7 separate regions of the Mus musculus genome follow, and regions 1, 3, 4, 5, 6 and 7 are each linked to region 2. Evidence: chromatin contacts called from public Hi-C, HiChIP or PLAC-seq, Micro-C, capture Hi-C and promoter capture Hi-C data. All regions are on one chromosome and are shown on one strand. Each heading gives the region's core, a stretch centred on a gene start, on an enhancer-like site or on the middle of the called end of the contact. The rest is flanking DNA. Distances are from core to core; before and after follow the strand shown.

The links. Promoter capture Hi-C pulls out the DNA fragments that hold promoters and counts their contacts. A called contact is a pair of places that touch in the nucleus more often than the background predicts. HiChIP or PLAC-seq counts read pairs in DNA pulled down with a chosen protein or histone mark. Capture Hi-C pulls out chosen DNA fragments and counts their contacts.
Region 1: a contact with region 2 is called in a capture Hi-C map of macrophages, with 4 times the contacts expected there. The contact joins the promoter of Klhdc2 here to the promoter of Sav1 in region 2. A contact is called at or near these places in 3 of 39 promoter capture datasets (cranial neural crest, liver and pre-B cells) and 2 of 9 other capture datasets (liver and macrophages).
Region 3: a promoter capture Hi-C map of erythroid cells shows a contact between it and region 2, with 4 times the contacts expected there. The contact joins the promoter of Pole2 here to the promoter of Sav1 in region 2. A contact is called at or near these places in 5 of 39 promoter capture datasets (the C10 cell line, cranial neural crest, embryonic stem cells and 2 more) and 2 of 9 other capture datasets (liver and macrophages).
Region 4: a FOXA1 HiChIP or PLAC-seq map of pancreatic cancer cells shows a contact between it and region 2. The contact joins the promoter of Frmd6 here to the promoter of Sav1 in region 2. A contact is called at or near these places in 3 of 39 promoter capture datasets (the C10 cell line, cranial neural crest and erythroid cells), 1 of 484 Hi-C or Micro-C datasets (B cells) and 3 of 115 datasets of contacts at active chromatin or transcription factors (astrocytes, large pre-B cells and pancreatic cancer cells).
Region 5: a contact with region 2 is called in a Micro-C map of embryonic stem cells, with 4 times the contacts expected there. The contact joins the promoter of Nemf here to the promoter of Sav1 in region 2. A contact is called at or near these places in 6 of 39 promoter capture datasets (the C10 cell line, cranial neural crest, liver and 3 more), 1 of 484 Hi-C or Micro-C datasets (embryonic stem cells) and 1 of 115 datasets of contacts at active chromatin or transcription factors (memory CD8 T cells).
Region 6: a Hi-C map of B cells shows a contact between it and region 2, with 9 read pairs. The contact joins the promoter of Psma3 here to the promoter of Sav1 in region 2. A contact is called at or near these places in 2 of 484 Hi-C or Micro-C datasets (B cells and nephron progenitors), 2 of 115 datasets of contacts at active chromatin or transcription factors (astrocytes and differentiating embryonic stem cells) and 2 of 9 other capture datasets (embryonic stem cells and macrophages).
Region 7: a promoter capture Hi-C map of liver shows a contact between it and region 2, with 2.2 times the contacts expected there. The contact joins the promoter of 9330151L19Rik here to the promoter of Sav1 in region 2. A contact is called at or near these places in 5 of 39 promoter capture datasets (cranial neural crest, erythroid cells, frontonasal cranial neural crest and 2 more), 1 of 484 Hi-C or Micro-C datasets (pre-B cells), 2 of 115 datasets of contacts at active chromatin or transcription factors (the 230-238 cell line and bone marrow-derived macrophages) and 2 of 9 other capture datasets (adipose tissue and liver).

What each region holds. Positions count from the first base shown.
Region 1 is chr12:69,295,412-69,298,977 of GRCm38.p6, reverse strand. Klhdc2 (kelch domain containing 2) reads right to left here and starts at 2,297. Exons shown (of 13, transcript NM_027117.3): 1 at 1,831-2,297. The coding sequence starts at 1,983.
Region 2 is chr12:69,985,452-69,988,849 of GRCm38.p6, reverse strand. Sav1 (salvador family WW domain containing 1) reads left to right here and starts at 1,848. Exons shown (of 5, transcript NM_022028.2): 1 at 1,848-2,176. The coding sequence starts at 2,083.
Region 3 is chr12:69,226,738-69,230,152 of GRCm38.p6, reverse strand. It overlaps Pole2 (polymerase (DNA directed), epsilon 2 (p59 subunit)), which reads left to right and starts at 1,963. Exons shown (of 19, transcript NM_011133.2): 1 at 1,963-2,056. The coding sequence starts at 1,989. It also overlaps a transcript of Klhdc1 not described here.
Region 4 is chr12:70,824,069-70,827,579 of GRCm38.p6, reverse strand. Frmd6 (FERM domain containing 6) reads right to left here and starts at 2,066. Exons shown (of 14, transcript NM_028127.3): 1 at 2,007-2,066.
Region 5 is chr12:69,355,451-69,358,864 of GRCm38.p6, reverse strand. Nemf (nuclear export mediator factor) reads left to right here and starts at 1,689. Exons shown (of 33, transcript NM_025441.3): 1 at 1,689-1,814; 2 at 2,518-2,586; 3 at 2,733-2,835. The coding sequence starts at 1,756.
Region 6 is chr12:70,972,690-70,976,067 of GRCm38.p6, reverse strand. It overlaps Psma3 (proteasome subunit alpha 3), which reads right to left and starts at 1,445. Exons shown (of 11, transcript NM_011184.5): 1 at 1,301-1,445. The coding sequence starts at 1,321.
Region 7 is chr12:69,195,823-69,199,189 of GRCm38.p6, reverse strand. It overlaps 9330151L19Rik (RIKEN cDNA 9330151L19 gene), which reads right to left and starts at 1,979. Exons shown (of 2, transcript NR_033222.1): 1 at 1,575-1,979; 2 at 1-1,462. It overlaps Dnaaf2 (dynein, axonemal assembly factor 2), which reads left to right and starts at 761. Exons shown (of 3, transcript NM_027269.4): 1 at 761-2,698. The coding sequence starts at 905.

The sequences.
Region 1 (3,566 bases), core at 1,048-3,547, 690 kb after region 2:
AGAGGTCCTGAGTTCAAATCCCAGCAACCACATGGTGGCTCACAACCATCTGTAATGAGATCTGGTGCCCCCTCTTCTGTGTCTGAAGACAGCTACAGTGTGCTCATATACATAAATAAATCTTAAGAAAGAAAGAGAGGAACTTTCCACTCTGACCATTTCTCCATGCCCTTCAGAAGGGTCTCATGCCCATGTCAACACTTGGGTGGTGGGAACAGCCAGATCTGGAAAGAGTCCAAGGCCAAACTCCATGACAGTGGCTCAATGCTAGTGTTCACAAACAGAATTATGAGTAACATACGTTAGACCAAAGTGTGATTGACCAACAGGTCTACCTTCCTCAAAGGACATTTATATTTTGAAAAGGTTTATTGAAGTTGATTAGTTTTGCCGGCATGCCTGTCTGTGCATCCCTGGGGTGCAGTGCCCAGAAAGGCCAAAGGAGGGACATGAGATCCCCTGGGACTGGAATTACAGTTGTGAGTGGCCATGGGGGTGTTAAGAGTCCAACCCAGAAATGTGGCCAATGCTGGTAACCACTGAGTCACCTCTCCACCCCTGGAATTTATGTTTTAATAATAGTCACTACACAGCTGGCATGGGGGCGCACGCCTTTAGTCCCAGCACTGGGGAGGCAGAGGCAGGCAGATTTCTGAGTTCAAGGCCAGCCTGGTCTACAGAGTGAGTTCCAGGACAGCCAGGGCTACACAGAGAAACCCTGTCTCAAAAAACCAAAAATAAATAAATAAATAAATAAATAAATAAATAATAGTCACTACACACCTGCTCTCTACTATAGTCACTACACACCTGCTCTCTAATCTCTAGAATTCTCGACATCGACCTCTAAATACCTGATTCCTGGAAGCCAGGGACAACAGAATGCATTAATTCACGCTGGCAAAATAACTAATGGTTAAACCGACAAGGTATGGGACAGTTGTCTCAAAATGGCCACCTATGATCAGGTCGTCAGTACTATAAGCTATTAGAGTCCTTAAGCAAACCACAGGCGCAGAGAACTGGACTTCCCAAGGGGGGTGGGGGGGCGTCATTTTAACACTAAAATAGTTTTAGGTCAAATGGCTCAAATGAGTGTGCACCACATGAAATCCAAGAACTAGAGTGAGTGTATCATGGAATTCTAAAACCAGTACAGAAGAACCAGTGAGCAGCGGTTTAAGGAGGTAACTGAGCAGTATTCCCCAGCTCGCGGTATAAAACAATGCAAATGACTAAAAAGATACTTGGTCACAAAGTCCAAAGGCCTGCACTCCAATTACATACGCTGCTGGGGATTCACTGGCTATTTTTTCCTTTAAAATCCGCAGTAAGGCCTACTGAGGAGCAATCCTTTCTCAGCTGAGACCAGTTAAGAAAAATGGCCCTGCGTTCAAACAATAGATAGGTGGGGGCATCTGCACAGGTGTTGATGACACCGTTACACCTTCGGGGAGGTTGAGCAAGCGATTCCTGTGGCCTTGGTTCACACAGTGACAATATTGTTGAATATAGTGTCTGTCGGCTAAATGGCCCCAGCTCCGGGCGACCGGGCCCAAAGGTATATGAGTGATTCTCACACACCCTCGCCCCCACCCTTTTCCGTACCTCGGGCCACAGTCACCCGCTACGCGACCCACAATAACAGAACCTCGCTCCGCTCACTCCAAAGACAATGCGTAGGGGGTGCGTGGGATAGGCTGACTCATAAGTTCAAGAGAGCGGTGACAATAGCCCAGGATCCCCGAATCCACCAGGGCAGGGCGGGAAGATGCTCTCCTGAATGAGCAAGAGCCGCGGCGGCGATCGTGCCCACTCCGCCCTACTGACCTTGTAGCCGCCCCAGACGAACATGTGGCGCCCATCGCTGACAGCGACGTGGCCGCTGCGTTCAGCCGGGCAGGCCAGCTCCATGGCCTCGTAGTTCTCGAAGGCCGGGCCCGGCAGATCCTCCGCTCGAGCATCCTCGTTGCCATCAGCCATCTTGAGGCTGCACCGCTGGCCACCGAGACCGCTCCGGCCCCGCAGACGGGAGACAAAGGAAAGCGGAGCGGTGGACCGCGGCGCGCAGCCAGCGCTGACGACCCGCCTGTCCTGCGCTACGCCTCCGCCTCCGGGACGAGCGCTGGGGCGCGCGCCGACAGCGGCTGCGGGTCTCGCGGGGACCGCGCCGCGGCCGGGTCCTGGCTCAGAGCGGGAGAGCGGCCGACGGGGCTCGCACTCGCAGCCCGCCCCGCCTCCGGCCGCCGGGGCCTTGTTTATGCCGCCGCCGGAAGTCGTCCGCAGCGGACACTGTCCCCACGCTCCGGAAGCGCTCTCGCCCCCTGCGCTGCTGAGCCTCCCGTCGTCCGGTCCCACCGCAGTGCTGTCCTACTGCTGTGTAGTCCTCCCAGTCGGGCCCTTGGGCATCTGAGTCCTCCCAACATCCGTCCTCCCGCCTCAGGGTGCTCTGGCCTGGATAGTTCCTAAACCATAACAACCCACCCTTGGGGAAAGAATGCGAATCCCAGACTCACAATCTGGGCTTCTAAGAGGCCAAATGAAAATTACGAATTATTTAAACCCAATTCCTCGCCCATAAAATAAGGCTGGTCTGGAAAACACTTCAGGCTCCTCATTTAAATGGTGGCTCTCCGTGCTGCTCATCTTGTCTTTTTTTTTTTTCTTTCTCCCTCTCTTCGTTTTGGGACTGCTAAATATATACTGAGCAAAATACACACTTAACAAAAACGACCAAAAAAAGCTTTTCTCTTTGAAACTCTCACCAGTTGCTGGAGATGTACTTGCTGAAACACAAGAGTTAAGGGTCTGGGGTTTGAGATTAAAGCGCTGGGATAAAAGGTGTGCTCCACCAGGCAGATTCTGTTTCTTGACCAGATTCATCCAGGTCTCCCTGGGGCAATTTTGCCATGCAAGAGATGTCCAGTGCCCTTGGTGCTGTGCTGAGGGGGGCCTTCCTCACTGCCATTGCAAGAGACAGTCAGAGAGAGAAATGGCCTTCCTGCTGCTGCCCAGGGTGTATACTGTCAAAAAGAGATTGGCAGCGTTTCCACCAGCCACTTCGTGCTGGATGACACTGGAGAAGAAAATCTAGCATCAGTTTCATGTTTGGCGGGTAGAAGACATCTCTCACTGTTGGCCACAACCTCTCACACTGCAAATCTGCTGTAATGTGAATGACCAATTTGCACTAAGCTGAGGTTTGTGGTGAGCAACTGATCGTCCAACAGTGGAAATCACCTTGCCCTAGGGGTCAGGAGCATGCAAGTGGATATTCCTCCACAGATCAGCCTTATTCCAGATGAGCTGCACTTGGACACATTTTACTGCCTCGTGATTATTGTTTGCAAGAAAAATTTGATGGTGTTGTGGGGATAGCCACTAGAGAGGACAGCTCAGACATGAACTTAAGGCAATAGAAAGTCTTTATTAGTTTGGGATCCCAGTGTAGCAACGAGCCTTTCTCAGAGTGAGCTTTTAAGCACAAAACCCATGTTCTGGACGGATACACTTCAGTTAACAAGAACAGTTAGCATCCCAGAGAATCTTGCCACAGAAGCCAGATG
Region 2 (3,398 bases), core at 599-3,098:
TGGTCCTGGCATTCCCCTACACTGGGGCATAGAAACTTCACAGGACCAAGGGCCTCTCCTCCCATTGATGACCGACTAGGCCATCCTCTGCTACATATGCAGCTGGAGCTATGAGTCCCACCATGAGTAATCTTTGGTTGGTGATTTAGTCCCTGGGAGCTCTGAGAGTACTGGTTAGTTCATATTGTTGCTATGGGCTGCAAACCCCTTCAGCTCCTTGGGTCCTTTCTCTAGCTTTTTTTTTTTTTACTCTTATGCCATAATCAATCTGTCAGCAAACCCTGCTGCAACTCTAAAATGCCTACAATCACTTAGCGCTTGTCCTGCTGCCTTTATCCATATGCATGCTAGCAATATTTTTTTATCACCTCCCTTATTTTGAAACCCCACTCCCCCATTCAGTCTACTCTCACACAGCATCCAAAGTGATCGCATTAAATACGTCTCTCCTCTACTCCAAAGGCCTAGGTGGGTGGCCAGTTACCAAGGAACTTCATTTCCCTCTACTCTTCTCTGTTCCAGTTCCAGCTACGTGACCCTCTTCCTATTCCTACAATGAGCCAGAAACACGACCACTTGCAGTGACTTGCATTTGCTCTTCTGAGGCCTCACTCCAGATAGCACCATAGCAAGCTAATTCCAGCATTGCCTTCTCACTGGCTTCATTATCCGACCCCCTTTCCAAGCTGTGGGATCTCTCTTGTTTATGCTTCCTTCAGCGCTCACTCTGTTACATACTATGGCTTACTAGTTTTATTTTTTGTGATCTCTCTTCCCCATAACCGCAGGACCTTTGTTGTTATATCCCAGACACCTAAAACAGCACCTTGGATGCTGGGTGCTCAATAAAATATTTGTTATAGGATTATAGGGACCTTTAACAAGGAAACATTTCATAAAAACACAGGAGACAGACAACTGATTAAATGTCTTTGTGCATGGCTAAAAAAAAGAGCAGTTTGGTGTCTTGTTCTGAGGTTGGTGTTTTGCTTCTGTGTTTTAAGCACATTCTCTTCATTATGAAAGCCTTACTTTGATCAAGAGGAGTGAGTCCCAATCTTATTCTCCAAGTTATTCTGTGTACCTGAGCGAGTTAAAGAGAACAAAGTAGAATCTGATATATTAGATAGAAAACTCCCAGTTCTGAACTCTGGTGCTCAAAGGCTTCAAAATTCTAAGACTTAACTGCAAGAGAAGGCATGTGGTTATTAAGAATACATATTAAAATGATGAAATAAATACACTAACGTCAAATTTATCTTAGGAGCTGTAGAAACTCCATCTTCTTTTTTAATCCGAAAGCGCGGATGGGGATGGGGGGCACAAAAGGGGGTGGGCTACCAAGGGTTGGGGGAGATAATAAGAGGACAGAAGAAACGGAGACTCAGTTTTTACAGTAGTCACGCTGTCACCAGAAGAGTCATCTGTGTTACTAGGTGTAGCCCTCGCGGTCCCAGCACACCCGAGGGCTGCCTTCCCTCAGCAACCAGGACACGCGGCTGCGGTTGCGGGAAGCAGGGCGGTAGGCAAGTCCAAGGCGAGAGCCGCTCGCCGCCCAGCGGGCTCCGGACCGCCCGGACTCCAGCTCCCCAGCGGCGGGAGCCGGCCCGCGCAGCCGCACTGAGGGCCGCGATGGTCGCCACACCCGGCCCGTTAGCCGCCCGCCCGTCGCGAGTCGCCGCACGCAGCCGCGTCCGCGCCCGGCGGGGGAGGGGCGGCCCGTGCGCGTCGGCTTTCCCAGCATTCCCAGCGGCGCGGGGAAAGTTTACCGGACGTAGGCGGTGGCCGCAGCGGTAGCGGCTCCGGGCGGCGGACCATGGCCCTGGTGGGCGGCCGCGGCCCTGTCCCAAGGCGGCCTCGGGCGGCGTCGTTGAGCCGGCTGACTTCCCGGGAGGAGCTGCCCTGCGACTGAGCGGCGGCGGGCGCGCTTAGCGCGGCCAACATGCGGCGGAGCCTGCGGGCGGGCGCGGGCGGCGGAGACCCGAGGCGAAGGCGGCGGCGGCGGCCCGGGAGGCGGCGGCGGGCGGCAGGCTCGCGGCCCTAGCGAGGCTGCTGGGGCGGCGGCGGGAGTCGTCCGCGAGGATGCTGTCCCGCAAGAAAACCAAAAACGAGGTGTCTAAGCCGGCCGAGGTGCAGGGCAAGTACGTGAAGAAGGAGACGTCGCCCCTGCTGCGGAGTGAGTGTCGTGGGCGGTGGCGGGTGGGGACCCGGCGCAGCCTCGGGTGGTGCTGGAAGACCGACTCTGGGAAATGCATGGCTGTCCGTGGTGTTGGGGAAAAAGTGCTTCGACCCGGGCACCTCTCTGCTGGGTACGTCCGGGCCCCGCGTTTGCGACCATCGCAGCGCCACTCGTCGGCTCACGCACTCGCACACGCACACACACACGCGAGAGTGGATTCCTTCCTTAGTCCTGCAGCGGGACACAAACTTGTGAGGCAAAGAACCTGATACTTGATACTTGTAGCCACTACCAGCGTCCTAAGTAACACACACACACACACACACACACACACACACACACACACACACACACGAGAGACTTGATACTTGTAGCCACTACCAGCGCCCTAAGTAACACACACACACACACACACACACACACACACACACACACACACACACACACACACACACACACACACACACGAGAGAGAGACTGGATTCCTTAGTCCTTCAGCGGGACACAGACTTGTGAGGCAAAGAACCTGATACTTGTAGCCACTACCCAGAGTCTTTTCATTTCCCAGAGTAGACAAGCCATTAACGTATTTGGATTAGGCTTTGCTCCTAAAATTAAAAAAAGCAAAGTATTCAGAATAATTTCAGCCATACCAGGCAAGTTCCTAACTTTATTCCTCTTTCCGACATATGTTCCGTCCCCTCCCGTACGTAGCTTTTCTTCTCCGTTTAAAATATTTGAGTTTTTAACTTGAACGCCTTGATTCTCCTTTTTTAAAATTCTTGGGTAGTCAGAGAGCTAATCCTTTGGTTCTCATTCTAGGAGCTGGACCCCTTGTGTAAGTTTCCTTCTTGGAAACTGGAAGTAACCGTGTGACTTAAATTAAGCATTACCTCATATTGTAATTGGGAAAGCTGCTCACAGGGGTTCCTAGTATTTGCCCAAGATCCCGCAGAAAGGGGTGGAGAGCATATTTTTCCATTGTGACCATGTGTCCAGCCTTACAGGTTCTGTTAGTAGTTGGAGTGCTAGACAACACAGTTGGTGGGGTGGATGTGTCAGTAACTGAAACCATTTTTAAGAGCTTGTTTTTCTGTTTTTTTTAGGTGATAGCTTGCTTTTTGCTGCAAATAAAGTTTATTAAGCATCATTTGAAGTCATGCCACTTGTTGAGTCTTTTAGTGAGTGACTCCATACAGAATTTGTGTCATCGACAGTT
Region 3 (3,415 bases), core at 714-3,213, 760 kb after region 2:
GGAGTCTTTCCTTGTCGTCTACCTCGATTCAGTTCAGACAGGGTCTCTTAGTTTTTCACTGTTGCTGGCCCATGAGCTTCCAAAATTCCTGCTGTCTCTGTCTTCTATTAGGCTATAGGAATGCTGGGATTGATGATTCTCAGCACCACATCTGGAATTATGTAGGCTCTGGGGATTAGAACTCAGGTCCTCAGGCTTGCATGGCAAGCACTTTTACTTATGGAGTCATGGCAACAAATGGCAGAATCAGGAAGCTGAGAGCTCCTGTCTTCAAATGCAAGCACAAAGCAGAGAAAAAGAGCTGGAAGTGGGGTGATGCTATACAATCTCAAAGCCTACTGTCTGAGTTAGAGTTTTACCGCTGAGAACAGACACCATGACCTAGGCAACTCTTGTAAGGACAACATTTAATTGGAGCTGGCTTACAGGTTCAGAGGTTCAGTCCATTATCATCAAAGCAGGAGCATAGCAGTGTGCAAGCAGGCATGGGACAGGAGGAGCTGAGGGTTCTACATCTTGTTCTGAAAACAAATAGAAGACTGGCTTCCAGGGAGCTAAAAGGGTCTCATTGCCCACCCACACAGTGACACACTTCCTCCAACAAGGCCATACCTATAGTCCAACAAGGCCACACCTCCTAATAGTGCCCCTTCCTGGGCTAAGCATATTCAAGCCACCACAGCTGCTCCAGCACAACTGCACCACCTGAATCTCTCCAAACAGCGCCACCAACTGGGAACCAAGTGTTTACACACCAGAGCCTACGGGAGACATTTTTATTCAAACCACCACAGCTGGGATCTCTCTTTGTTGTCTAGTTTAACTTTTCAAAAGTTTTGAAATGCAAAATCAAGCAAATATACACATGCATTCTTTTTACTGTTTTCCTTTTCAGAAAGATCTTAAATATACGCCCCAGAGATAATTGCTTATACCGTTGTAGAAATCATTCAAGTTTTTGGCTTATTTGCCTCTCCCACTCCCACTAAGCCTCAGGTATCTTAGGCTTGCTTTGAACTTGCTGTGACATCAAAGATGGCCTTTGCCTCCTGAATCCTTGCACCTCCCCGTTCTGAGGCCTGGGATTATAGATCTGTGGTCTTATGCCCAGAGCTTTCTTGTGTCCTGTAAAGTTGCATGCTTATTTATAAACAGCCAATTGATTATTCATCTCAACAGCACAAGTATATGTGTGTGTGTGCGTTTGTGTGTGTGTGTGTGTGATGGATGGATGGATGGATTTTTATATAAGGTCTCACTGTGATTCACTGACTGGTCTGGAACTCATTCTCTAGAACAAGTTGCCCAGGTGTTTACAGAGATCCCCCTGCCTCTGCCTTCTGAGTTCTTGGATTAAAGGCATGTGCCATCACACTCAGCAAGAGGGAACATTTTAAGATGTGCTCTACTGAGTCTACTTGTAGGACTGAGAATAACGATTCAAGAGCAGCTCCACCGCACTGGCAATTCACCTCATACCAACCATTTATAATCTTGGGTTTGTTACTCCACCAGTAAAAAAAAAAAAAAAGAAGGTATGTCATGAAAAAAGTGGGACTGCTAAATGATGACAGCGGATCGTGGAGAGGCCCTCAACTAAAACTGGTCGGATGGGAGTGATCGAAAACGGTGAAAACACAGTATTTCCTGAGCATGTGTAGAACCGGGAAACAACGGCTCTACAACTCTCATAGCCCTGGAAGGGAAGACTCTGGGTGCAGGAAGCTTGGGTAGAGTCAGAGTAGAAGAGGGTAGCTGAGTGTCCGGGAAGCTGAGTGTTCAGAAAATGCTTTTGGGATAAAGGAAGCTTGTTCCCACTCTGACCACTCCTACTTCACTCCCTAGGCAGGGTCTGAGATTCCCAGAGGCCCTGCAGTTAGTAAGGCCAAAAAAATCCATTTCACCAGCCCAAGAATATAAGGGCGGGACAAGGGGTGTGTCTATTCCAGGAGGGGGCGGGGCGTCGGCGGTGGCGCCAAATCGCGAACATGGCGCCGGAGCGGCTGCGGAGCCGCACGGTCTCAGCTTTCAAGCTGCGGGGCTTGCTGCTCAGGAGGTGAGTCTCGAGGTAACCTGACCCGCCGCAATGCCCTATCTAGAACATTCTGTCATAAGAGGCGATGTCTCTCCGGTGCATTTGAGGCTGCAGAGCCTACCTGGGTTTCCGCGATCCTGGCGCCGGGTGCGAATGTTACTTCCAGGCTGGGCGGAGCTGCGCGCTGACGCCGAACTGAGCGGGGAAGTTGGGGGCGTGCTGGCTTCTGATCAACGGAGGTCCCCGCCTCTGCAGAATGGGAATCATTACAGTGTTACTTCTGGAAGTTACAGAGAGACGTGTCAGAGAAGGAGAGACATGGGTGAATCCATATGCGTGTCTGTTGGCGATTTATATTGTAGAGTATGAGTCTTCCAAACCCGTCTCTGTGTGGAATTTTCATTATTGCCTGGAGAAGTAAAATTTGGATAGATTTTAAACGTGTTTTTAGTTTGGCTTTTTTAGATTTCCTAGTTTACAATTTGCCCCCAAAGGAGGTTTTCCTGGCTGTAGTGTGTCTTTTCAGTCTTTAAAAATGAACATATCCAAGAAATCTCATATTACAATTTACATTTTATAATACACTTTCCGTTTAAGTACCTGCTGAGATCCGTATAGCTTTCTGAGTCAGAGTGTGAATGTTTTGTTTTCGTAACTGTGAACTTTATGAACCTTTTAGCTTTACGTTTTGCCCAGGAGTGTCCAAGGGTCAACCTGGGTCTACCCAGGGAGAAAGTGATGAATTTAATTTGGTTAATTCCTGACATTTGGAGAGAGGATTAATTGAGCAATAGCTTTTCCTTTCCTTTCCCTTAAAATGTACTATTATAAAGCTGTTGGAAGCTCATTAATTGATTCATTGAGATATACACTCAAGTCTTTTAGCCTCAAAGCACCGTGTGTGGAATTAAACGCCATGGGACTTTTCCTGTGGGAAGACAGTGTGTTATCTAGTGCTGTGTAGTAGATTACCCTCTGATTTAGAGACTCAATGGCACTCATGCCTGCATTCACTGTGGGCCAGCTATCCAGCACAACTTTAATCCCAGCACTCTGGAGGCAGAGGCAGGTGAATCTCTGTGAGTTCCAGGACAGCCAGGGCTATGCAGAGAAACTCTGTCTAGAAAATCAAACAAAAACTTAACTCAGAGTTTCGGCTTTGAGTCTCATACACTCCAGTCAGGACAGGGTCATCTCACATGTCCAGTGTACCCATCTCATTTAGATTTTTTTAAAAACGATTTATTTATTATTATATCTAAGTACACTGTAGTTGTCTTCAGACACACCAGAAGAGGGCATCAGATCTCATTGCGGATGGCTGTTAGCCACCATGTGGTTGCTGGGATTTGAACTCAGGACCTTCAGAAGAGCAGTCTG
Region 4 (3,511 bases), core at 817-3,316, 840 kb before region 2:
GTTGCTTTCGGGTATTTTCCTGTAAAGCTCGGGGTATCTCAAATCTACACCCTCAGACTGTGTATCTGAAACTGATGTCTTAACCCCTGCTAACCCCAAAAAGGAAGCGATGGGAAAGTCAGAAGATTTGCCTGGCTCAAAATGTTTTGAGCCCTGCAAGAGCTGTGACTGTGTCAGATCGCAGGTATTTCTGTAAGCCACTCAAAGCTGGTAGGTGGGCGGGGAAAGGGGGGGTAGTTCTTATTACAGTCAGTCTGCTTTCTGGAGAAGATATCCTGCAGATAACTTGATATAGGATATCCCCGGGGGGACCCTCGCCATCCAATAATCTACCAGAGGTCTCCTTTACTATAAAATATTAAGTGAGTATGTTTATAAACATACCCTCCCCTTAAAACCCTCACATTTCCATGTCAACCACCTCCAGTTGTGGAGTATTCTCATTTTTAACGTAAAACTATAATTTCTCAAAACCACACCCAAGGAAAATGATTAGGTGCTAGAAGTTTTACTACAAAGGACCGAAGCAAAAGGCATCTGTTTTCCTGCTCCATTCTGCTCTCTTCCCCTCCCCCACTCTCCATCCTGCAAGCCATTTGTAGGTCTTGGCTGTTACAACTTTCTACAGCACTCTCAATGCTCTAGATTCGGGATAAGAGAAAACAAACAAACAAAAACTCTTTTTGTCCTTTCAACAAAGTCGGGCCTAAATTTATGCTCTGTTCTTAAGAAAACTCAAAAGTCACAGGCCTTTTAAATGACAGATGTATTACGGAAAATTTTCCCCACAGAGTTTTTGATGCTGTGAAATATCAACTCCCTGAAACCACAGAAAGGAAATGACTTACATTCTTGGAAAATGAAGCCACTAGCAGTTTTCTCCAAAAGCATTCTCTAATCCCCAAACTACACACTGTGGCAACAGTGGGTATTTCGTGCAAAAACTAAATGTAGGTGGATGCTTCGAAGACCGGTAAACAAACACCACTCGGTCCAAAGAAAGGGGGGAATCATGCGTGGAAAATCTGGCAAGGTACGCTTTCCCTTCCACGTTCAAACGCGCCGAGAATCCTTGCACAAGTTTTCCTTCCTCGCAGTGGGCACTACACAGCTCCCGGGGTGCAATGCTAGCAAAACAGACTGGCCGCTTATATAAATAAATAAACAAATCCCCCAAAGGTGTAAGGGGGCCACTGAGCCAGAATTTCTTCCGACACTAGCCACACAACTGTACGGTCTGAAAATTGTTCCAGCTTTTATCTCAACTTTAAATGTGCTTGCTTTGACAGCTTTCCATCCATTCCTGCCTTTAAGAAAGCGCTCCACCATCAGGCTAAGCCATTCTAGAACTCCAAGTGTTGTTTAAATCCTGTAGACTTCACTTGGGTGGCCCCGAGCTGTCCACATCCCCGCTTTCCCGGAGGGGAGGCTAGTGGTCTCCTTTACCTGGTCGTGTTAAGTTCCTCCAGAAACCAAAATTCTGCAGGCCGCACCCGGGACTCGTGTGTCCCCAAGGCCCCCTTCAGGGTTTCCCACACTAGGCACTGGCGGGGATACCGGACAGACGCGCTGGGGTGCCTTCCCGAAGTGGGCTGTCCGGCCTGCGCGCACAACAGGCAATACCGCACATCGCTCGGGTACGCGGGACTCACGGCTCGTCCCAGCTAGTTACGGACGGGGCGCTACAGGCAGGCACCCCTCGAGCCAGAGTCTCGGAGATCGGGGCGCAGGAACGCAGAGCCCAGCCCCCTAGCTCCGCGCTTCCCTCGCGGCCGAGGCTGCCCGGGGGCCCCGGGCCTCCCGCCCCGGCGTGGGCGAGCTCCAACTCGCGGAGAGGCGACCTGCCCGCCCGGTGCCCGACGCCCAGAGCCCCGTGAGAAAGAAGAAAGACGCCGAGAGCGGCAAAGCCGGGAATCGCACTTTAGACCAGCAGGGGGCACAGCGGCGGCCAGGGCGCGCCGTCCCAGAAAGGGGGCCAGCAGGCCGGCGCCCGCTCCCGCGCGTACCTCCAAAGTCGACAGCGCCAGGCTTCCGACTCACAACCGGCGTCTGCTCCAGCGGCGCCGAGCCTACTCGCAGCTCCCAGCACTCCTGCTGCCGCCAGACCAACGCTGCAGCTGCCCCGCCCCCCGCCCACGCCTTCCGCTCCGCCCCCTCGAGTTCACGCCCACGGCCCGCCCGAGACACGCCCTCCCTGCTCGAGGCCCCGCCCCGCCCCAAATTGAAGGCGGAGACCGAGCAGCGGAAGAAGCAGAGAGCTGGGGTGATCGCGGCTGCACGTGGAGCGCTGCCCCCCCCCGCCCCGCCCCGCTCCGCCCCGGACCCAACCAAGAGTCCTGCGGAGGGGTGAAGAGACCCAGGGACCAGGGGACGCGGGTGACATCGGATAACCGAGTCGGGCTCAAGTGGGTTATATAGAGTGAGATATGCTTTGCATGCCTTTCCCAAAGGGACAGAGGCTTCGGTGCGAGGGTAATAGACTGTCCGCCCTCCCCTCCTTCGGAATGGTCCCCTTCTCCGCTCATGCCCCCCCCCCCCCCATCCTCCCGCACACCCTAGTCCCTAGCCTCTCCCTCACAGGCCTAGACGGGTTACCTGGGGGTGGTTGTTTTACGTGAGCTGCGGCTTAATAAATCTGAACTGGGGCGGCCCCTGCGAGAAGAGGAGATTTCGTGATTCCTCTATCCCCCTCCCGTCAGGCGCCCACTTCGACCTCACGGTTTTTATCCTGCATGTGGGCTGTGAGTGCCGCCTAAGCCCATCCGCCCCCGCTCAGTCTGTCTCCCCAGGTTGAAACAGCCGCTGCCTGTGGCCCTCAAAATGATGTGTACCCTTGGTGAAGGTTGCCGGCTTGGCTGTGAGCAGTGCAAAAGACAGCCCTAGAAGATTTCAATAACCCCAAAGATCCCAAGAGGAATGGAGGGTTCTTTGCTCCTTTTGGTAGTCGGGTAAAGAAGCGAAGTCCACTTGTTTGTGCTGCACCTATCTGGACCTGCTTAGGTGTCTAGCAGCTTAAGTGTGTGTGTGTGGTGGGGGCACTGCCACCCACAGTTACAAGCTTCTAAGTGTTTTGTGGATGGTGCTGCTCCAGTGAGGAGAATCTGAGATTCTAGCTTTTTCATGTAGGTGCAGACACCTGAGGAAGAACACTTGATACCCCATAGAAGCTGTATTTGAAATAGCTGATTGCTGTGATTAAACACCAAACCAAACCAAAGCGTTTATTTCTGCACACAGCTCTCAAGTCACACTGCGTCGCTGAGGGAAATCAAGACAAGAACTCAATGCAGAAACCCGGCATGGCCGTGGAAAAGTGTTTCTTACCGGCCAGGCTCAGCTTGCTTCTTTATGTATGTAGGACCACCAAGCCAGGGACTGTAGCCCCTCTCCCTTCCATGTGAGCTGGGCCCTTTGACATCAATCATCAATTAGAAAATTCACCAAAGGCCAGTGTGGTTGGGGGCAGGTCTCAAGAGTTGAAGTTCCCTCTTCCCAAATAATCTAGCTTGTG
Region 5 (3,414 bases), core at 440-2,939, 630 kb after region 2:
CAATTTCCCCATGTCCAAGACTCTGTATATGTTTTGGCTGTACATTTAGCCTTCTACTTGTATTTAGGATAGAATAAAAAACTGATGCTTACTACAAAATGCTGTGTTTTAGATCCCTTTCGAGTGCTGGAAGCTTGGTGCCAGGTGTAGCGGTGAAAGCCTTTAAAAATCAGAAATGCTATTGTTCTTGAGAGAAACCAGTTTCACTCATGAAGAAGCTATCATAAGAAGAAGCCTGGCGCGTGCACCCCTGCTGCTTCCGTCTCACCTCGGAACTGCCCCCTCTCTTTCCATGTGCTTCCCTCAAGATGCTGGAATGTAGCAGGGGGGCTGCCCTTGTTAGATTGAAATAGATGTGGCTACTCAGTTTCAGAGTTCCAGCTGCTAAAACTGTGAACTTTGTACATTGTTTAACTGTTGGTATTTTGTTACAACAATAGAAACTAGATTAACACATTTGCCAACATTAAAGGTTTATGATCTATCTGGGCATGATAGTATGTACCTGCAATTCCAATACCAATGAGGCTGGAATCAGAGGGAGACTGAGGACAGCCTGGCTTATAGGGTGAGTTTAGACTAACCTTGACTATATAGCATGCCCTGTCTCAAAAGCAGAGTAATTACAAAAATCCTTATGTTTTTAGATATACAAATTTGACACTTTCCCTGCTTTCTTTTGCTTTTTTGGTCACCCATTCTAAGAACTTATAGCGATGTGAATGCTAATGACTTTAAACTTTTAAATACATGTTTCACTGATTTTAAAATTCCTCCAGTTTCTAAATGTGTTGGTAATTTCAGCACTCAAAAAGGCAGAGACAAGAAAATTCAGAGTTCTAAGGTGTCCTGGGCTACATAGAAAGACCCTGTATCAAAAATGACCATGACAACCACCCCCCCACACACACACACCTTCCACTGTCCAAAACTAGTAGATTTTTGTTCTTAGTTTTAGATTTGTTTATTACTAACATTAGAACTTTTAAAAAGAAAAATTTAGACGAATTAACTATCGTATATTTGAACCCTGAATAATTTATGTATGAATTGGTAGCATGCAGAACTTGAAGCAGTTTAGAGAACGCTGGGGTGTGGGAGGAGAACTTTTTCTCCTTCTCCCATGGGAACTCTTACTTTATTTTTATCTGACATCTTTACTTAGTGAATTTTTGAGTATTTGAGGTGCCAAGAATTTATGAAACTCGGGCTATATAGAACCCCACCCCATTCAACTTGAATGAGAATTCTACAGTATGCCGCAGAATCCTATTTCGGAGAGTAGTACCCAGCAAAATAGGAACCCATCTCTACGGCTTGTCAGAGTCAGGGAAAACCAACCGTTGGTTTTTGTCTAGTCTCAAATTCGCGTTTAGAAAGACCCCTTGCTCTTCCATCCTGAGCGATAGCGCCTTCCTGGGGCAACTGATTAATGGTTAATGACCTACAGGATCCTAATGGAGACCCATTTTAATCCCCAAACAAGGGGACGGGATTAACCCGGTCATTGTTCAAGGAAAGGACGCAGTTTCGAGAAGGTAGTTAGTTCTATGTCGAGTTTTTTTTACACAGTGAAAAAAATAATTGATCATGATTTGACAACAAACTTCGGTTAAATAGCGCACTTTCACTATAAGTAATATTGGGTCATTTGGGTTGCCGTAGACACAAGCCAAGCGCTCATGCGCAGAAGCATAGTGGTCCTGCGTCGGCTCAGTCCCTGAAAGGACTGCGGTAGCGACACGCAGCCTAGCCATGAAGAGCCGGTTCAGCACGGTTGACCTCCGCGCAGTGCTCGCGGAACTGAATGCGAGGTATGGTGGTGGGAGTGGACAGGCTCGTTCACAGCAGAGGGAGCGGAGGCCGGGCACCGGGTGGTCGCGAGACGGAGAGCCTCACGGTCGTCCCGGTGCCTCGGGGATTCTCTAGGCCTGGGGGCCGAGCCCGGGGCCGGTGCCCCCGGGAGACACCCCCCCCCCCCCCCCCCCCGGGGACCGTGCCTGATGCTGCATCTCCCTGGCGCTGATTCCGAGAGGTCTTGCCGGGGTGGCCTGAGTCCCGCAGCGAGCGTTTGGTAGAACGGGAGTGATCGTCTTTGCTCCAGACTGGCGGCCTGGCTTCTTCAGAATTCCCGTCCTTCTTCCCAAAGAGAAGTAGCAGGGCCTTCCAGCTGAAATGGGCAGATTTGGACCTGTGTCCTGGACTTGTCGCCTATTCAGCTGTGTGAGCTTTGTCGCATTTTCGGGGACTCGGCTACTTCCTCCGCTCCGAATAAGTCATTTAGACTTAATTTTACTGTATTTACACCCCCCACCCCACCCCAGCACTAGTAGTCTGGTGTTACTGAGATCAACAGGCCACTTTTGTGCTTAAAAGTCTACATTTAATTTGAGGATACCTTTATAGGCGGTGGAGGTATCTTAGCGGAAGAGTTCCTTTTCCACAACACCAATAAATGATGGAAAGTTTTGCTTCAACCAAGAACAATGATTTGTTATATGTTTCTTTTTTTTTCAGCTTGCTAGGAATGAGAGTAAACAACGTTTATGATGTGGATAACAAGACATATCTTATTCGGCTTCAAAAGTAAGAATATTTTATAAGATTGTTTTTGGTAAATTATGATATATATATATATATATATATCCTGCATTTTAGGTTTTGTTTTTTTAAATTCAGAGAATAAGTTTTGGCAAATTCCCTAAAGAAAAATTTGGCTTTCTCTTGAACAGACCTGATTTTAAAGCTACACTGTTACTTGAGTCTGGTATACGTATTCATACAACAGAATTTGAGTGGCCTAAGAACATGATGCCGTCGAGTTTTGCCATGAAGGTAAATTTTAAGTTTGGAGCTAATTTTTAAAACTCCATTTATCTATCTATTTATCATGTATGTATGTATGTGTGTGTGTGTGTGTGTCTGTGTAGGTGGAAACAACAAACAGGTACAACTTGGGGCTCTCAAGTGAATGTCAGAAGACAACCTGGGGGGGAGTCAGTTTTGCTGTGAGATGAGGGGTCAGGGGTAAGATCCAACTTAAATCCCCAGACTTGATCCATGTGCCTTAATCTGCTGACCTGGAACTTGCTTCATTGTTGTTGTTGTTGTTGTTGTTGATCCATGTGCCTTAATCTGCTGACCTGGAACTTGCTTCATTGTTGTTGTTGTTGTTGTTGTTGTTTGTTGTTGTTGTTGTTGTTTCGTTGTTGTTGTTGTTGTTTCATTGTTGTTGTTGTTTGAAACAGAGTTTGCCTGTGTAGCCTTGGCTGTCCTAGAAATCTCTCTGTAGACCATGTTGGCCTCAAACTCAAGAGATGGGCCTACCTCTGCCTCCCAAGTACCAGAACTAAAGGAGTGTGGCTTGGAACTTGATACAGAGCAGACTGATCTCATATTTAGGATGATCTTTCT
Region 6 (3,378 bases), core at 196-2,695, 990 kb before region 2:
CAGCAGTAGGGGTTAAAAAAAAGAAAACCAAATGGCCCAAAATGACTGACAAATACTGGTATTTACAATTCTTAGAAGACAGCCAGAAAACAAGCCTTCAACCGTGAAACTTCCTAAAACTCAGGGTTACTTTCATATTAAAATATTCCACATGGATTGACCACTGACAGAGGATAACATTACTACAACTGCAAAGCCAATTTGCTGAGACATATTATTGAGCACTTATCCCAAAAGTATTACATAGTATTAATATCTTGTAACCACTTAATTCTAAGCATAAGAACACAGTATGCGAGTTTAATTCTGAGCAGCAAATCTTATTTTGTTTGTGTGTGTGTGTGTGTGTGTGTGTGTGCGCGCGCGCGTGTTTTGTTTTAAAGACAGGGTCTCTTTACATAGTCCTGGCTGTCCTGGAACTCATTAAGTAGACCAGGCTGGCCTCGAACTCAGAGATCCTCCTACCTCTACCTCCCAAGTGCTAGGATTAAAGGGGTGCACCACACTTGGTGAGCATCAAAATAATGGGGGAAACAAGGATAACCAAGAAACGCATTATTCATTCATTACCTCTACTGCAAATAATCGAGACTGTTAAGTAGTTCTATATGGAGACAAAGGAAAGGTGGGGTAAATCGCTGCACACACTGGGTGTATTTAGCCCCAACAAATTAAAGTCCAGCTCGCAAATCCTCAATACTCCTTACAAATCGGAGGCGCTTAGGCCCATAGATAACCCTTTAAATGCTTACAGACTCGCTTAAAATAGCTTGTTCGCGAAAAGCAGAACGCAAAGGAAAGGCAAGGACTCATGAGATCCAGCCTTTCTTCTAGGTGGTGTCCCGTTTCCAGGGAACGTCCACTAACTAGGTTCCGTCCGGGAAGCCCGGGCAGGCCTGTGAGTCAGCAGCACCGCAGCACACAGCTCCGCAGCACCTGCATGGGCCGGCGGCGGCCGCACGACGCACTCGGCGATCCGGCCGAGGCATTGCGACCAGCAGGGGCTTGCAAGGGGCCGTTCGAGGGTCGAGCCGGGGAGCTCGCACTGCGGCAGGCCCGCGAGTCTCCACTTTCAGTTTCCTTAAGCATGAGACTAAAGTGACTCAGCACCCGGGGCTGTCGCTGCACGGGGGCGGACAGGACCGGCCCGAACCGCCGCGGGAGCCGGGGTCACCGAGACAGAGGCCGCGGGTCCCCAGGACTCGGGCAGCGCCGGGGATCCAGCGGCCCTCCGAGCCGCAGCCGGGCTTCCTCACTGCCTTCAACCCCGAACTGGAAGAGACGGCGCGGAGAGACTCACCCCAGTGCCGATGGAGCTCATGGTGCTGACCCGGCAGGCCGCGGAACGCTTCCAGGCCTCAAGCGCCGCTCCTACGCCGCACACGGCGCAGGCTAGTAACAGGCTCGCCCATTGGCTGCGCTCTCCACCAATAGCCTTTCCTCTTGCGGCTTGTTCCGTGGGCTGGGACGAAAACTGTAGGGGGAAAAAAAAAAAAAAAAAAAAGCAGAGAGCGCGCGTGCGCAGAAACCATAGAGGCGGTTCCCTGGAGAAGTTGCTACTGTGTCAACTGAAACTGGTATTGGAAGAGCTAAGGTCAGAGCCTAGTTCCTAATAGTCCTAAGTAGCTAATAATCCTAAGGAGGACAGGCTTGGGCACCTGTCCTCTGTAGCCCACACAGACAGGAATTCTTAAAAGTCGGGGAAGGAAAAACCCACCTTAGGAAAAGGAACAAAGCCGGGCGTGGTGGCGCATGCCTTTAATCCCAGCACTCGGGAGGCAGAGGCAGGCGGATTTCTGAGTTCGAGGCCAGCCTGGTCTACAAAGTGAGTTCCAGGACAGCCAGGACTACACAGAGAAACCCTGTCTCAAAAACACCAAAAAAAAAAAAAAAAAAAAAAAAAAAAAAGGAAAAGGAACAAAAGGAGGCAATTGACCCCCCCATCCTCCGACCAAGTTCATCATCAGAGTCCGAACATGACGTTTGGTTCAACTGCTGTGCATAACTAAGCAGCCTCGGTCAAGGTGTGATACCTTTTCCATCATGGTTTCAACTTTAGCCTCTCCTGCAAGGTGGTGTGAAATCTATGTGTGAGAGAAAGCTGTCCCTCTGGCTGGAACCAGGCAGGCTTCAGCCTTCTTTCACCCAGCATGTAATTCCTGGAGAAGTTCCAGTTTCTTGGAGTCTTATCAAAAAGAGGAGCACAAGAGCTTCTTTAGAATATCTTCATTCCTACTAGGAAGATTATGAGACTTAGCGTTAGGAAAGGCTAAGGTGGCTTGGGGGACTCCAGTTGCTCGGCTCATTCTAACAACTATCAGGTTATGATCTTAAGTATTAAGTGGAGGGAGGGCAACAGATAAATCAAAGGAGTGGGCATGGAACCTGACCTAGTGGTGGGTGGATTTTAAATCCCAATTGTAAATACAACGTTAGAAATATTTTTATTTAAAAAAATATATCTGAGCCGAGCGTGGTGGCACACGCCTTTAATCCCAGTACTCGGGAGGCAGAGGCAGGCGGATTTCTGAGTTCGAGGTCAATCTGGTCTACAAAGTGAGTTCCAGGACAGCCAGGGCTATACAGAAAAACCCTGTCTCAAAAAAACAAAATAAATAAATATCTGGAGACTTTTATTTTATATAGCTAGAAAATATTTTCCAGCAGGGTGATGCAGAAGGCAGGGACGGGAGGCCAGCTTGCAATATAAGAGCCCTGTCTAAAAAGAAAACAAAACAAACATCAATAAAAACACATTTTTAAAAACCCACTATCAATCAACTTTATTTTGGTTCGTTGTTTTGTTGAAGCAGTCTCAAGTATCTTAGGCTGGCCAAAGATGGCACTGAACTCCTAATCTTTCAGCCTCTACCTAAAGATGGAATTACAACCCTGGTTTATCACTCCAAGCCTAGGTAATGTCTTTCATAAGAAAAAAAAGGAAAAAGAAAAGAAAAACCAACAGCACACATTTCATTCGTTGTGTTTCAGCCTCCCTCCGAGTGTGGAAAAAGGGTTGCTTAGTAGTAGTATTTTTATTATTTTTACATGTTTGAGGGGAGGAAGTGTGCACGTGAGAACAGGTGACCACAGAGAACAGAGGGTGACTTTGAATCTCCTGGAACTGGAGTTACAAGTGGCTGTGAGTTTCTTTGCTCTTAACCCTTGAGCCATGCCATCAACCTCAGCGTTTACAATCTTTGTATTCTTAGGAGATGTTAATGCTGAGACTGGATAGATGCCCCAGCAATTAAAAGCATGGGCTGCTCCTCTGGAGGACCTGTGTTTGAGTCACAGCACCCAGGTTAGGCAGCACACACACACACACACACACACACACACATTAAAAGTAATAAAAATAAATCTTAAAAAAATCTG
Region 7 (3,367 bases), core at 730-3,229, 790 kb after region 2:
CTGCACTTGTAAAACAGGTCTGGGACTGCCCAGCAATCAATAAGTAACCATACCCTAGACCTGGGTGTGTGGCTCAGTGGTACAGCTCAGGCCACAGGTGGGAAGTCCTGGATCCCACACCTAGCCCTGTAACAAAACCAAGTTTCTATAGTCTGGCACAGTAAAGTTCCATTATGTAACTACTACATCTGCTGCATTGGTTCCTAGTGGAGCATTGTTAAGAGACTACAGAGTCAATCTAAGGATATCTAGTTTAAAAAAAAAGCGCAGTTATAAATTCTATTCTCAACCCAAGGAAATTGATCAGGACAAACTGTAATTTTGCTAAGTGATTTGAGAGCTTGCATTTACATTATAAAAAGCGAACACCTTTCTGATGCTTATTAATCTCTGGGATTTGTTTTGTCATCTTTTGCCCCCAAGGGTTTCTGGGAGACAACTATAAGGTGGAATACCTGAAAATGGTAAGGGTTTACTAACGTTGGTTCCACAAAGTAAAGAGAGTCAGATAAAGTTAGGTTTGTGAATTAGCTAGTAAACTTCTCTCTTGTTGGTGAAATTAAACAGTTAATAAGATAAAGACACAGCGCTGAAGATGAGGACAGTTACCACAATAGACTGCAAAGTACACGTATCCTGACACAGTAATTTAAAACCTGTAGCAGGTAGTGTCTGCTTGGTTTGAAGTAACAGTGGAGCCTATTTCTAGCATTTCTACCAGATCGCTGCCCCTCCTCCCAGGCGTTACTATGGCAACAAAGCACGCGCTGCCCGGCCTTGACAATCCAGCCGTTACCTTCTTGGACTGGTCAGTTCTCCATGAGCCAGACTCTGAAGCGCATCCTAGACACTCAATTCACCCTGATCCTTCACTGGGTCTGGGCATTGGGCCGTGTGGGTCACCATGGCCAAGGCGGCGGCCTCCTCAGCGCTGGAGGACTTGGATCTGAGCAGAGAGGAGGTGCAGCGGTTCACCTCCGCCTTTCAGGACCCAGAGTTCCGCCGAATGTTCTCCGAGTACGCCGCGGAGATCACGGACCCCGAGAACCGGAGGCGCTACGAGGAGGAGATCACAGCCCTGGAGCGGGAGCGTGGGGTGGATGTGCGGTTCGTGCACCCTGAGCCGGGCCATGTGCTGCGTACCAGCCTGGACGGGGAGCACCGCTGCTACGTGAACGTGTGCAGCAACTCACTGGTAGGCGTACCTAGCAGCCGGCCCGGCCCGGGGCGCGGCGGCACGGCAGCTGGCAGCCACTGGTCCCTGCCCTATAGCCTGGCTCCCGGCCGCCAGTATGCCGGCCGCAACGGCGCCCGCTACACCGTCTACGACGTGGTCTTCCACCCCGAAGCGCTGGCGCTGGCCCGGAGCCACGAGCGCTTCCGCGAAATGCTGGACGCCACGGCCCTGGAGGCGGTGGAGCAGCAGTTCGGCGTCAGGCTGGACCGCAGGAACGCCAAGACCCTGAAGATCAAGTACAAGGGGATGCCCGAGGCCGCAGTGCTCCGCACGCCCCTACCCGGGGGCGTCCCGGCCCAGCCCGAGGGGGAGCCACCAGGGCTTTTCCCGGACCCACCATATCCATACCGCTACCCCGCGGCAGCGGCGGCGAACACTGCCCGCTCGCCCGCGTCCCCCGCTCCCGAGGCCGTGCAGCGCCCAGAGCCCACGGAGCCGCGCTGCTCCGTGGTGCAGCGCCACCACGTAGACCTCCAGGATTACCGCTGCTCGCGCGACGCGGCCCCGAGCACCGTGCCGCACGAGCTGGTGGTCACCATCGAGCTGCCGCTGCTGCGCTCGGTCGAGCGGGCGGAGCTGGAGGTGAAGGGGAAGCTGCTGTGCCTGGACTCGAGAAACCCCGACTACCGGCTGCGGCTCTCGCTGCCGTACCCGGTGGACGACGGCCGCGGCAAGGCACAGTACAACAAGGCGCGGCGGCAGCTGGTGGTCACGCTGCCGGTGGCGCTGGCCGACGCGCGCCAGGAACCCCCGGCCGCGACACCGGAAGAGCCCGCGGAGGAGACCGGAACTGACGACGTAGCCCGCACTTCCGCGGGCGATTTTGCAGCGGCGCGGGAAGAGTCTGCAGATGGAACCGGAGCTGACCACGGGGAGAAGAGCGGTGTGGGAGCCCCAGACCCCGGGGCTGCACACGCTGAAGGGGAGCTCGTTCCCGAACCGGAGCAGGACTTCGGAGGGGACTCGGTGGCACCTCTAGACCTCGGGAAAGGGACTTCTCCTGGGGACCGAAGCCTCCCTTACTCTGCTTTCCCGGGCGGCGACACCGAATCCCTGTGCGGAGACCCCGGTGTCCAGACGAATGAGGAGCAGGAGAGGACCCGCCACGACACCGCGGGCTCAGCCATGGGTGACCCCGGAACCGAGAGCATCGCACCCGTGTGCCCTCCTTTACAGTGTAATCAGGACGAAGACTCCTTGACTTTGCTCATCCAAGTGCCTGGGATTCTGCCACAAACTCTTCACGGACATCTAAGCCCCGTCGGTTACGAATTGTGCTTCTCTACACAAGACTCGGGTTATTCCTGCACTTTGCAGTTTGCTCCAGAGAATAAGTTGAGTACCAGAGAACCCGAGACTAGCGTTTCTTTAAATAATGCAGTCATAGTACTGGCAAAATCTCCAGAGAGCCACGGACTTTGGCGAGAGTGGTATTGTGGCTTGAACAAGGAGTCTTTGGAGGTAACCGTTCTCACTATTTGAAATACTCTATCTTACTTTAAACATTTTTTGTTACAGGCACATAAACAAATATTTTCTATCTATTCATACGATGACAGTGCAGGCTAAGCTCATTCTCAAAGAGAAGATTGCACGTATTCTATCCTAAGGATGCTCTTAAGCCTTCACGGTTGACCCGTATTACACCTGTTTACTCGGGGTCCACCGACTAGAAAACCAGTGGATTTTAGTGACTTCTCTCTAGACTTCTGGAAATGTATGCAAGAAATTGAGGGTTCAGTCTCTCCTGAGAAAAAGGTTATAACTATAGTTAGTAAGATCTTGTCTCAAAAAAACAAGTGTGTGTGTGGATTGGGCACTTGGTAATTTTGTTTGAGGTTTATATCAAAGTTATATGTAAACTGCAACAGTGAAGAGGCTAAGGTGTAGTTCGGTGGCAGAGTGTTGGCCTGCAGCCTCCCAGAAAGTCAAGTTGTCACAGACAACAATAGCTTTGTAGACTGTTCAACCCTGAGCTCTGAGCTCCAGCCTGCCAAAACAGTTCACTTCTTCTAGATGTTTTTCTAAATCACAGTGGGATTAAGGCATATTTGAAGACTTAAGTAGATTTATTATAATTATACCATTAATTATTATCACCTGTGATGGGGCTAATGGGATCATAAAACC